2 separate regions of the Lactuca sativa genome follow, and region 1 is linked to region 2. A link is a contact called in public Hi-C data. All regions are on one chromosome and are shown on one strand. The core of a region is the stretch at or near the end of the contact, and the rest is flanking DNA. Distances in the headings are between cores, read along the strand shown.

Region 1 (5,811 bases), core at 721-3,220, 340 kb before region 2:
ATAATAACTAAGGAATCATTAGACCTTGTTTATATAAACTATAAACAAATTTTAAAAATTAGGTGGCTCCTAAGATCCACCTAAGTTCTAATTGACTCACCACTATATAATAACTAAGGATTCATTAGACCTTGATATATATAATCTATAATCATCTTTTCTATATTAATGTATAAGCATCTCCACAAAAATAACCTAGCAAATCGTATTTTAAAAGGAACTATGACGTTATTGTCATCCTTTCACCGTCACATGAAAATCATGACCATCAAACTAAAGGCATTGAGATATTAATGGAGCACATAACTTACCTTCAAAGATGCTGATCCATAGCAAGATCGCAGTATCACACTGTCACTACATAAAGTTCTTTGTGTCTTTCAAAGATGCTGACTCATAGCAAGATCGAGATTACTAAGATACATATGGAACCTCAATTGGTTGTAAGAACATATGATCTCTTCCTTGTATTGTAATGAAATCTTTTTTTTTTCTTTTTTGCGTAAATTACACTTTTGGTCCCTACGGTTTACATGGATTCGCACTTTTGGTCCAACCATGGAAAAATGGGCAAGACATATCCCTATAGTTTCCTAATCTTGCAGTTTTGGTCCTTAATCCATATAAATAGACTATATTGCTCTTTCTAATTTCTTTTTATATTTTCTTTTACTCACTTATAAATTTTTATATCATAAAAAATAAAAAATATACACCAACCACCCACCTCCCCTCACCCTCTACCCCAACCTCACTGTCCCTCTCCCCTTCTTCTTCCTTCCTCGTTTTTGTTTCACCCCGTTCAAGAGTGTTGCTCTATCCCACATTTATTCTTCATATTTATTTCTTCATTCTTCTTCCTAATTGACATAAAATCATAATATTGGTAAATGTTTGAAATTGGTCGTTGTGGAGCATATGAGCATTTGGTTGCTGTAGGAAGCAACGAAGTCACCAAGATGGGGTGGGGGGCGGGGACCACGATGAAGAGTAGGATGACGACGATGGAGAACATGTCTGATACAGTGTCGAGGATATGATACTTTCTAAGTTTGGACGATGTGAGTTTGAGTTGATGATCCAATTGTCATAATTGGTATGTTACTAGGGTTAGAAATAGAAATTGGCGAGAGATGACATGTCTACAGTTCGTCGTAGGGAGAGAGGCTGAGACACTAAAAGAGGAGACAGAGGATCTATGAAATCATAAGGCGATGAATCAAAAGGAGCAGGAGGACTAAATCACCAGCCATGATCACTGCCATTGGATCTCCTTTTGCTCATATGGAGTAGATGAACTGGAATAAATGTGCTACGATTTTCTCATGGAGGTGTCGATCGGTGAAGGTAAGAGATGAAGCAACGGTGAAGACTAAAGCTCCGAGGATGTTTCCGATGGTGAATAAGAGAGATGGACTTGATCGGTTGTGGTGGGGGTAAGGAGGGAGTGAGGGTGAGGTTGAGGGTGGACGGGTGTGGTGTATATTTATTATTTTTATTTTTGTTATCAAAATTTATAATTGAGTAAAGAAATTAGGAAATGCAATATAGTTTATTTATATGGATCAAGGACCAAAACTGGAAGATTGGGAAACCACAAGGACATGTCTTATCCATTTTTTAAAGGTTGAACAAAAAATGTGAATTCATGTAAACCACAGGGACTTAAACTGTAATTTATTTATTTATTTATTTTTTAAAACAGTATGTTAATATGTAGTATTCAGTTTTATAGCTTGATTTCTGTATCTTGACATTATAAATATGTATTTGAAAGCTTGACCATATGTTTATTTACAAGTTAAGTTTGATAAACTTGGCGACTTTATGAATTCTTAATTGTATGAACAAGTTTAAATTTTTTATTTTGTTTTTGAAAAAGTATTTGGATTGACGTAGAGATTAATGGGCTTAAAAAGCTCATGGGCCTACAAATTTATAGCCCAATGTAGTTTATGCTAAAATGTAAAATCCAATATCTGCCGGCAACCGCAACTAACACAACAACTGTTGTCTAGACGGTCGATCGGAATAATCCGCCATGGAGAAACCATCGCGGCCGCCACCACCACCGTCAACATCGCTCCTCCGCCACCTAGTCAACTTTGATACAGCTGTTTCCCTCACTCTCTACAACCTCACTCAACCCATCCTGCCTCGTCCCTTCCTCAAACTTCTTGAAATCTCCGGCGACGGCCGTCTCTTCTTCCCTATCCTCCTTTCCCTCCTTCTCTCTCCTCTCCGATCCGCTTCTCCTCTACTACTGACCTTACTTGTTAACCTACTTATCGGATCTCTGCTCGATCTTATTCTTATAGGTCTCATCAAACATATCGTTCGCCGGCCCCGCCCTGTCTATAACAAACACATGTTCCTCACCTTCGCCGTTGACCACTGGTCTTTCCCCAGCGGCCACGCTTCTAGAGTTTGCTTCACCGCTTCCTTGTTTTATCTTTCCTCTGATTTAATCCCAAGTATTTTCCTTCAATTGAAGTCTGGCATGTTAGGATTGGATGAATTTGAGAGTGTTAAGCGTTTAAACGTGCTTGTAATAGCCTGGGCTACTGCTACGTCGGTTTCTAGGGTTTTGCTTGGACGGCATTTCGTGTTTGATGTTGCTGCGGGAGCTGGATTGGGTGTTCTTAATGCGTCATTCGTCTTTCACTTCCTGAATTGTGAGTTTTTTAGCTCGATCCTTTCCAGGAAATTGTAGTGGTAAATCTAATTTCTGTTCAGTTTTTATGGTGTACAATTCATATGAGAATTCATTGGAATCGTATTGGCTACATTTTCATCACACAATTGTAGAGATCTCATTGTTGTATAGTATTTGTAGTTAGAACTAATTTGAATTGGTTGAGTGATTTGTTGAATCTTTCATGATGATAATAACATCTTCAGGTTCTGTTGATCTTGCTATCTCTTATACTGATGATAAATTTACAAATTCACCAGCTCAATGTGTATGTTTGGAAACTGCATTCTTAGAAAAACTCTTCCTCAGATTAAGCTAAACCATCTTCATTCTTTCAAAGATTTGCTTATTGCATTCAGGAATTGATGCAGTAGATGGTGTATGATCTTTAATGAGGAATCAAAGTGGAATCTTACACATCAGTAATAATGAAATTATCTATCAGTAAATACTTTGAGCAGCTATTGATCAATTTTCAACTCAATCTAGACATATTTCTATAATAAACCATTATACCACTAACCAACTGCAGACAAGTACTTGAATATATTTCAATTATAAATTAGCAATCATTTGCAGTATGGGTTCTCAAGGCCTATCATTGTAGTCTTACTTAGTGGATGCCATTCTGCATTATTTGATCTTCCCATGATGTTGATATGAATGCACCATGTAGAATTGTTAGCCTTTTGAGCTGTAAATGATTGAGTTATAGAATATGGCCCAATTACATGTTGATGTGTCACACATTTTTTACTAAATTATTATTTTCTCTTTAGAAATTTATATCTAGACATTGATTGTTAGCAACTACTTTAAGTAACTAGAAATCTGTTTACTGATTATGATTTGCCAATAAACAGTTAACTATTTGACAATTGTAGCTATTTACTTTAAATATGCTGCTCTTGAGTTGAATTTCTGTACCCTTTTGGGAATTATAAGATGTTTATTTATTAATTTATTTATTTAGATATCACTCTTTTATCAGTATAGGCTTTATAATAGCATGTATTTAGGTACTTTGTCTATAAAATTCTATGTAGTGAAAAAAGTAAATTTTATTATATATGATTGCCACTTATAGGAGTTGATATGATGGGGCTTTTCTTATCATCTATTATCTTTTGCACATTCATTCTCTTTTTATTAATTTATTTTATGCAATAATGCTATTTTTATTTCAGTTATGCCACTCTATGCCATTAATGTGACTCATATTACCACACTCCATTCATTCAGATTCAATATACATGTTTATTTTCAGAAGTAAATATGCAAAACCTTATTTATTATATATATATATATATATATATATATATATATATATATATATATATATATATATATATATACACCATTAAACATGCAAATTTCTTTTATGTTGTTACATAATACTATAGTTATTTGTAAATCTTAGAAAGTTTCATAATTCAAATTTTTTACCATTGTGCCCTACATACAATGAATAAAGCTTCTTTAATCTACATGTCCCACATAAATAGGATTCCCTTAACCTCTCTACCTATTTTCACTGATTTTTTTTTATTTAATTTTCTGCACATTTTTAACATGGTAATATGGGGTAAGGGCATTAAAGACATTTCTAACTTTTTAAGTCTTATTATCAGTGAGAAGTTTTTTTTAAAGAAATGAAGTCTTTACTTGTGTTTTTATAACTGACTTTTCTTGTTGTGGCTCTTAATGTGAAAAGGGTAATTTCGGAAATATGATGAAATTGGTGTCATTTGCATCCAAGAGATGGGTAGGGGTCTTTTTTAAAGTGGAGTACTGAATACTGATTTTGGTCAAACTTGGTCAGAATCTTGAAATGGGAATACATTCATTCACTAGTCAAATTTGATCAAATCTTGAAATGTGAATGAATCATTATGAGTCTCATTTCTTATACTTTATTGGGTTGCAGCAAAAGAGGACCACATCTGGAAATTTTGACCAAATATATATATGTATATATTTAAAAAAAAAATATATATAAATTTTTTAGAAGAAAATGAATCTACTTTTTCTGTGTGATTTTAATAACTCAATGTTGATTCATGATTGATGGTAGATATAACATGGGCAGAGGGATTCAGAGGTTAATTTAGACTGACAGTTTTGAAAGAGATGTGCAGGAAATTTATTTAAAAAAAAATAAAAATAAAAATTCATTTGTGGGCCCCACTTCAGTACAAATTAGATGCAGAGAAAAAGGTTAAAATTTAAAGCTCAGGTGCTTGTATATCTGCTTTATTTATTCTGTAAGGCTCTTTTATTTTATTTTATTTAATTCATTAATCATTACTTGAGGTATTTTTGGAAACATATAGCGGAAAAACAAAGCTTATTTTTGAGCTCTCTCATCAGACTTTCAGACTTTATTTTCCTGACCTATCACAAAAAAAAAAGATATTTTTTTTAATGTTTTTTTTTTTATTTTTTTTTTATTTTTTAACTTTATGAGATTTTGCCTTCGGAAAAAATACCCAAATTTATTACTTGGTTCTCTACTAAAATTTGTTTTGGGAAAATTGTAGGGGTTTTTTTTTTGGTAAAAAAAGACTTTTGATTTAAACTCGAAAACATAAAAGTTTTACTTTTTTTTTTAATAATTTTTTTTCCGTTTGTATTTATTTATTTTAAACATGTTTTTGTTAAGCAAGCAAAAATTGACCAAACTTGCTAACCCGGTATAAAATGTTGAAATGATTAGACGGGTCAACCCATTTAACTTGATATATGATATATAATTGAAAATAACATTTTTTTTAGTTTTTACTAGATCTTGTTTTAGAACATAAATAAAATAAAATGATTTTTCTTCTTTTCGAATATTTATTTAATTTAAAAAATGAAAACAGAAATCAACATACACGAACCAACCGTAATATTCTTGTTTCTCGAATCTTGAATTAGCTCGATTCTTAATCACGAAAAAAAGATAGATGATTTTCTTTTATTTTTCACTTTTACCCTTTGCTTTTATTAAACAAACAAAAAAAAGTTTCTAAAATATTCTTTATAGTACAAAAAACAAGACTTGATCATTGTTACAAAAATGTCCCCAATGTGCAGTAAATAATTGTACCTAAGATCACTAGAACAATCCCATG
Region 2 (6,286 bases), core at 368-2,867:
ATATATATATATATATATATATAAAAGTCATGTCTATAATTTCGAAATGAATAAACTATAGAGTTTTTTTTGTACAAATCAATTATGCACAAATAACTTATTAATAATTGTCAAAAGTTTGAAGAATTAAATTTAAAAAGATAATTAAGAAATTCAATTTGAAGCAAAATAAAAAATTTTAAATATTAAATTCATTTATATAAATTAGTTTATAATTCTTGAACAAAGTATCTATATTTATTTATTTACAAGGAACCAATGAACCATTCGTGAGCGTCGGAAATCATAATGATCAACGCCCAAAATAAATAGATGTACACTTTTACGTTGGACGCACACATCAGATTATACCAAAAAATCCATCTCCTTACCAAAAATCCACCTCTTTTTTCGCTTAAATTTTTTTAAGCCACATTTTTTATAAAAAAACTGAATATACCGTTGTTTTCGATTTTTCATCCTCTTTCCATAAAGATCCATGTTGATATATAAAAAATAATTTTTTTCGAAAATTACACACTTCATTTTGTTAGTTTTTTTAATATTTAAGTTAGTTTTTATCAAAAAAATAAAAAATATACTAAAAATATTAATATGAAATTATGTTTAAAAAATTACAAAAAAAAACATGAATTTTGATATCTTTATTAATTTTTTTTCTATAAAAAAATAGACCTTAACTTTTCAATAAAGAAAATAAAGTGAGTTTTTTTTCGAAAAAAAAGTTCGTTTTTTATATATCATTATGTATCTCTTTGGAACGAGGACGAAAAATTGTGAACAATGGTATACTCGATTTTTTTTTTCGATAAAAAACATAGCCTAAAAAAAATTTTAAACAAAAAAAAAGGTTTTGTTATAATCCGGTGCATGTGCGTCCATTGTAAAATGTACAACCCTTCCTTTTATCGTTGATCGTTTTAAATTTCGACGTTTTGGATTGATTTGTTTGGTTACTTAGATTAATAATGGTTTATCTATTGAAGTTTTCCACACACACATATATAATAATAATGATAATAATAATAATGGTTCAGGTTTATTTGAGACCGTGCTAATTTTATGAGACCGTGAGATCAAATCTTAAAATAATTTTAAAATGCAAAATAAAAGAAAAAATCCAATTTTTTTTAATTATTGTTTTTGGATCTTTAATTATCTAAAAAAAATAAAAAAATAAAAAAAATTGCTGTTTTTTTTTCGTAAAACACATGAAATATTTTAATAGAATATTACACTGTAAATATTTTAATATGATTTTTAAATGTTAGAATATTCTACTAAATTTGTCAGATATATAGAATATTCTAATATTCTATTAGAATATGTAAAAATATGTATTTTAATTTTTTTTTTTTTTGAAAATATAAATTCCGAAAATAATATATGTAAATTTTTTATTATTTTGCAATTTAAAAGGGTTTTTTTATCTACTAAATGAGTGAGTACGATTGCGTCTCACGGTTTTATAAAATTAAGTCGTCTCACGTCAATCTATATATATATATATATATATATATATATATATATATATATATATATATATATATATAATATATATATATATATATATATATATATATATATATATATATATATATTCACCTATTGTATCTGCATGTACCTCTGTTTCTCTCTCATCTGGGTGAGAGTTTGACAGAAAATGAAGTCTCTTCTTTTCTAAACTTATAGTTCTACCGAAACTCTACTTCCATGGTGGTCTTCTTGAAATGACCCTTTTGCCATTCATCCTCTCTGTATCCATATATATTTATAATACTATAATAATGGTGTAATAACACCCAAAGCCTCCTTTTTTTACTTGAATTTGTCTTTCAATCCTTTCTCTCTCTAAGTTTTGTGGCATCTCCTCCGCAATCTTGCATCATCTCTGTATGTATATCTACAAGATTGTTTTGTTTAATGTATGCGTGACTGTTGTCTTGCGTATTGATTGATTTATGAAGTGATTAGTTTTTTGATTTGCGATTTTGTGTTTGTTGATGTATAGATGGCGATTTGATCAGATTTTGACGGGGTTTTTTGTGCCACGGGAGTTCTCCGGATTAACGGAATGCGAGTGAAGGAAATGTATCCGCTCTGTTGCATATCGCTGGAGAGTTCAGCGATCGGAGACAACTCACCGGAGCCGATGCCGACGTTGTCGAGGTCTTGTTCTGTTGCCGACATGAGATCCGATCCCAATGCCATTGGATGGCCTTCTTCTGGATCTGATTCCGGCTCCGGAAGTAGCAGCTTCGCCGGCGTCCTCTACAAATGGACTAACTACGGTAAAGGATGGAGATCCAGGTGGTTTCTTCTACGGAACGGCGTCCTCTCCTACTCGAAGATCCTCCGGCCAGAAAGCCTCATCGCCGCTGATGACGTTAGATTCATCGGCGATGTATCTTCCGGAAGACTCAAACGTCTTAATAGTTCTGGCACCAGACGCAATAAGCATCAGAAAACCGTCGGAATCGTTCATCTCAAGGTAATCAATCCATCAACTGATTGATAAACTCAAATTAAACAAATAAGGGTTAACAATTTTTTCTCAGAGAAAAAGAAAATACTGTTAAACCTCTTGTTCTAGGAAAATGTTCCCAATCTTCAGGTGAAAAACTTCTTCCCTCAAACTGCAATAAATTGAACCAGAAAACGTACTCCGATTTTTCTCGATTTCCGAGCTCACCTCCATTGATCACAACTTAAACCTACATTACATTTACATTCACACATAAGTTTGAATTTTGATTACTCATGAAATCTGAATGATTTATCAAAATGGGTATATGAAACAAAATAAAAAGGACTAAAGGACTGGATCTTGGGGTCACGTCAAGAGGGCCACACAAAGTGGCTATCCAATCCAATGGGTTTACCTTCTGTATAGCAGGCCTACCCCTTTATCTATTAGTGTGACACTAGCACCCCATTTTGTGCTTATGTGATCAAAATCTGGATGTGTTTTTGCTTTGTCCTTCTATTTCATACCCTCATTTCATCTGGATCTTGTCTTGTGGTGAGCTTTTTCCCTGTCTCTTTCATTTGACTATTCTTACTATGACTACACGTTCATATAAATTCTTCACTATTACGCTTTTTTCACTAATTTAATTTCAATTTCTTCCAAGTTCATCGACTGGAATTTTGTTCTAGATCACAGCTTTTTCCCCAAATAAGTTTTTTATTTTGTTTAATTAAAGCTGGAGTTGACTACACAAAGGATCCGTTTGCACATTTTTCTGTCGTGTTCTTTTACTTTATCTGACGATCTTAATTCAAATCCATGTCGAACACTCTTTCCCAAGAAATCATTGTCTTCTCCACCAATTTTCTCATCATTCTGTCGTATTCTGTTTTAGTGTAAAACCTGCATCTTAATGATCTCGATTCTGTTATTCTGTTATTTTGCTTTCGTTATTCTTTTCGGATTTCAAAACCCAATCACAATGTGATAATTTTCACATATATATATATATATATATATATATATATATATATATATATATATATATATATATATATATATATATATATATATTTCTTTTTTACAGATCTCATCATTTCGAGAGAGCAGATCCGATAGTAGACGCTTTTACATATTCACTGCTACAAAGACACTTCATTTGAGGACTAGTTTGAAGGAAGAAAGAGTAGCTTGGATTGAAGCTTTGGCTTCTGCTAGAAATCTGTTTTCTTTAAGAAGATTAAATGACAAAATATCCATTGTACAAACCGATATATCATTATCAACTGAAAAGTTAAAGCAACGTTTACTTGAAGAAGGTACAAGTGAAGTACTTGTAAAAGACTGTGAGCAGATTATGCTCACAGAATTTTCAGAAATTCAAGGCCAAGTTAGAGTTCTCTGTGAAGAACGTTCCAGTTTGCTCGACACCTTGAGGCAACTCGAGGTAAATTTTCTTCAATTCTTATTTATTTATTTATTTTGGGTTAAAAATGTTGAATTTATTTGTAATTTGAAATCTTGATTTACATTAATCTATCAGGCTGCTAATTTAGAAACCGAACCCTCTGGAGTTCCTGAAGGCGAATATCAATTAACACAACACGAGTTATCAGATATTCAACGTGGAAAATACAGCGGTAAGTTATTTTTCTAATTCAGTGACTTTTAGTTAATTACCATATTGTCATATTTACCCTTGATAATATTCAGAATGGAGTACAACTGAATCATCGGATGATGTTGAAAAACAAGAGCTTGAGGAAGGTTCAGAGGAAGAAGAAAGTTACTTTTTTGACACAAAAGATCATTTTTCTGGACAAATTATAGCAAAGGAATCTGAATTTATGGATGAAAGAAACAGCAAACAGTTGAGATTTGAAAGAAGAAAGAAGCTTCCAGATCCAATTGAGAAAGAAAAAGGTGTAAGTTTATGGTCAATGATTAAAGACAATGTAGGAAAAGATCTTACACGTGTATGTCTACCTGTTTATTTCAATGAGCCTATTTCATCTCTCCAAAAGTGTTTTGAAGATCTTGAATACTCTTACCTTCTTGATCGTGCATATCAGTATGGAAAAGAGGTATAATTTATTTTTTTATAAATTTAAAAATGTGGTGGAAAATAGGAAATTAATGTCCTTGTGTTTTTGTCCTAGGGCAATAGTCTTCAAAGACTCTTGAATGTTGCAGCATTTGCAGTTTCTGGTTATGCTTCTTCTGAAGGAAGACATTGTAAACCTTTCAATCCTTTATTAGGGGAAACTTATGAAGCTGATTACCCTGAAAAAGGCGTTCGATTCTTTTCTGAAAAGGTTTGTTGTATTTCCTACTTGAATCTTGTTTATACATTTGGTATGTTGGAATGGAATTTGTTTGTTATGTCAAGTTAATAAACTAAATGAAATTAAATTGACATATAAAGAAAAAAGTTTTTTTTTTTTTGTAAATTACTAAATTACCCTGACATGTCAGGTGAGCCATCATCCTACCCTGATTGCCTGTCACTGTGAGGGTAGAGGGTGGAAATTTTGGGGGGACAGCAACATAAGAACAAAATTTTGGGGGAGATCAATTCAGCTTGACCCTGTTGGACTTTTGACCCTTGAGTTTGATGATGGTGAAGTTTTCCATTGGAGTAAGGTATGTAAAAAAAGACGATTTTGCCCTTGAGTTCAAAGTTTCATAAATGGTCTCTGTCGTATGTAAAAGATGATTAAAAGTTTTCAAACCACATCCTTGATATTAAAAATTAGTAGGGACCATTTATGAAAATTTGAACCCTTTTTAAATACAGTAATTGTTTGTTTTTTTTTTTTTTATCTAAAATACAGGTGACAACAAGTATTTATAATCTTATTTTGGGAAAAGTATATTGTGATCATCATGGACTTATGCATATAGTTGGTAATAGAGAGTTATCTTGCAAGCTTAGATTTAAAGAACAGTCTCTTCTTGATAGGAATCCTCACCAGGTAATTAAATTAAATAAATAAATCTATTCTATTCTCACACTTTTATTTATAAAAATAAAAATGTAAGTAAGATTTATATGTTTTGAATAGGTTCATGGGGTTATCGAAGATTCAAGTGGTAAAAAACACGCGACAATATTTGGAAAATGGGACAATAGTATTTACTACACAATTGGAGAGGGAACAAGTAAAACAAAAGATGAAAATCTTTTGTGGAAAAGGACTATGCCACCTGTCAATCTTACTCGTTATAATTTAACTTCATTCGCTATCACATTGAACGAGTTAACTCCAGGACTCAAGGTAAATTAATAAAAAAATATATGATACATTCGTTCAACTATTTTTTTTTATATCTGATTTTGGGTATTTAAAAAAAAAAAAAAAAAAAAAAAAAAAAAAAAAAAAAAAAAAAAAAAAGGAGAAACTTCCACCAACGGATTCAAGACTTAGACCAGATCAGAGGCATTTGGAGAATGGCGAATATGACATGGCGAATTCTGAGAAATTACGATTGGAGACAAGGCAAAGAATGGTATATTTTTCATATTCGATGGGTATTTTAGACTTTTTTTTTGACCTGTATAACGAATATTATTAAAAAGTGTATTTTGGTGATTTTTGTAGTCGAGAAAATTACAAGAAAACGGATGGAAGCCAAGGTGGTTTGAAAAAGATGGAGAAGATGGGACCTATAAATACGTAGGCGGCTATTGGGAAAAAAGAGAAGAACAAAATTGGGAAGATTGCCCTAATATATTTGGTGAATTTACTCAAGACACATTGTTTGTTAATAATAACTCCTAAATTCGTTTAAGGTAACAATTTCATTTTTATTTAT

What was found. Hi-C and Micro-C count contacts between places; a contact is called where the count stands out from the background.
Region 1: a contact with region 2 is called in a Hi-C map of leaf, with 5 times the contacts expected there. The contact joins the promoter of LOC111886936 here to the promoter of LOC111886877 in region 2. A contact is called at or near these places in 4 of 4 Hi-C or Micro-C datasets (bud, leaf and seed).

Annotation. Positions count from the first base shown.
Region 1 is chr6:5,431,244-5,437,054 of Lsat_Salinas_v11, reverse strand. It overlaps LOC111886936 (probable lipid phosphate phosphatase beta), which reads left to right and starts at 1,970. Exons shown (of 1, transcript XM_023883176.3): 1 at 1,970-2,911. The coding sequence starts at 2,042. The coding sequence ends at 2,713.
Region 2 is chr6:5,091,231-5,097,516 of Lsat_Salinas_v11, reverse strand. LOC111886877 (oxysterol-binding protein-related protein 2B) reads left to right here and starts at 1,617. Exons shown (of 12, transcript XM_023883118.3): 1 at 1,617-1,925; 2 at 2,012-2,491; 3 at 3,558-3,917; 4 at 4,014-4,110; 5 at 4,184-4,554; 6 at 4,630-4,785; 7 at 4,946-5,113; 8 at 5,305-5,445; 9 at 5,536-5,748; 10 at 5,867-5,980; 11 at 6,073-6,263. The coding sequence starts at 2,075. The coding sequence ends at 6,252.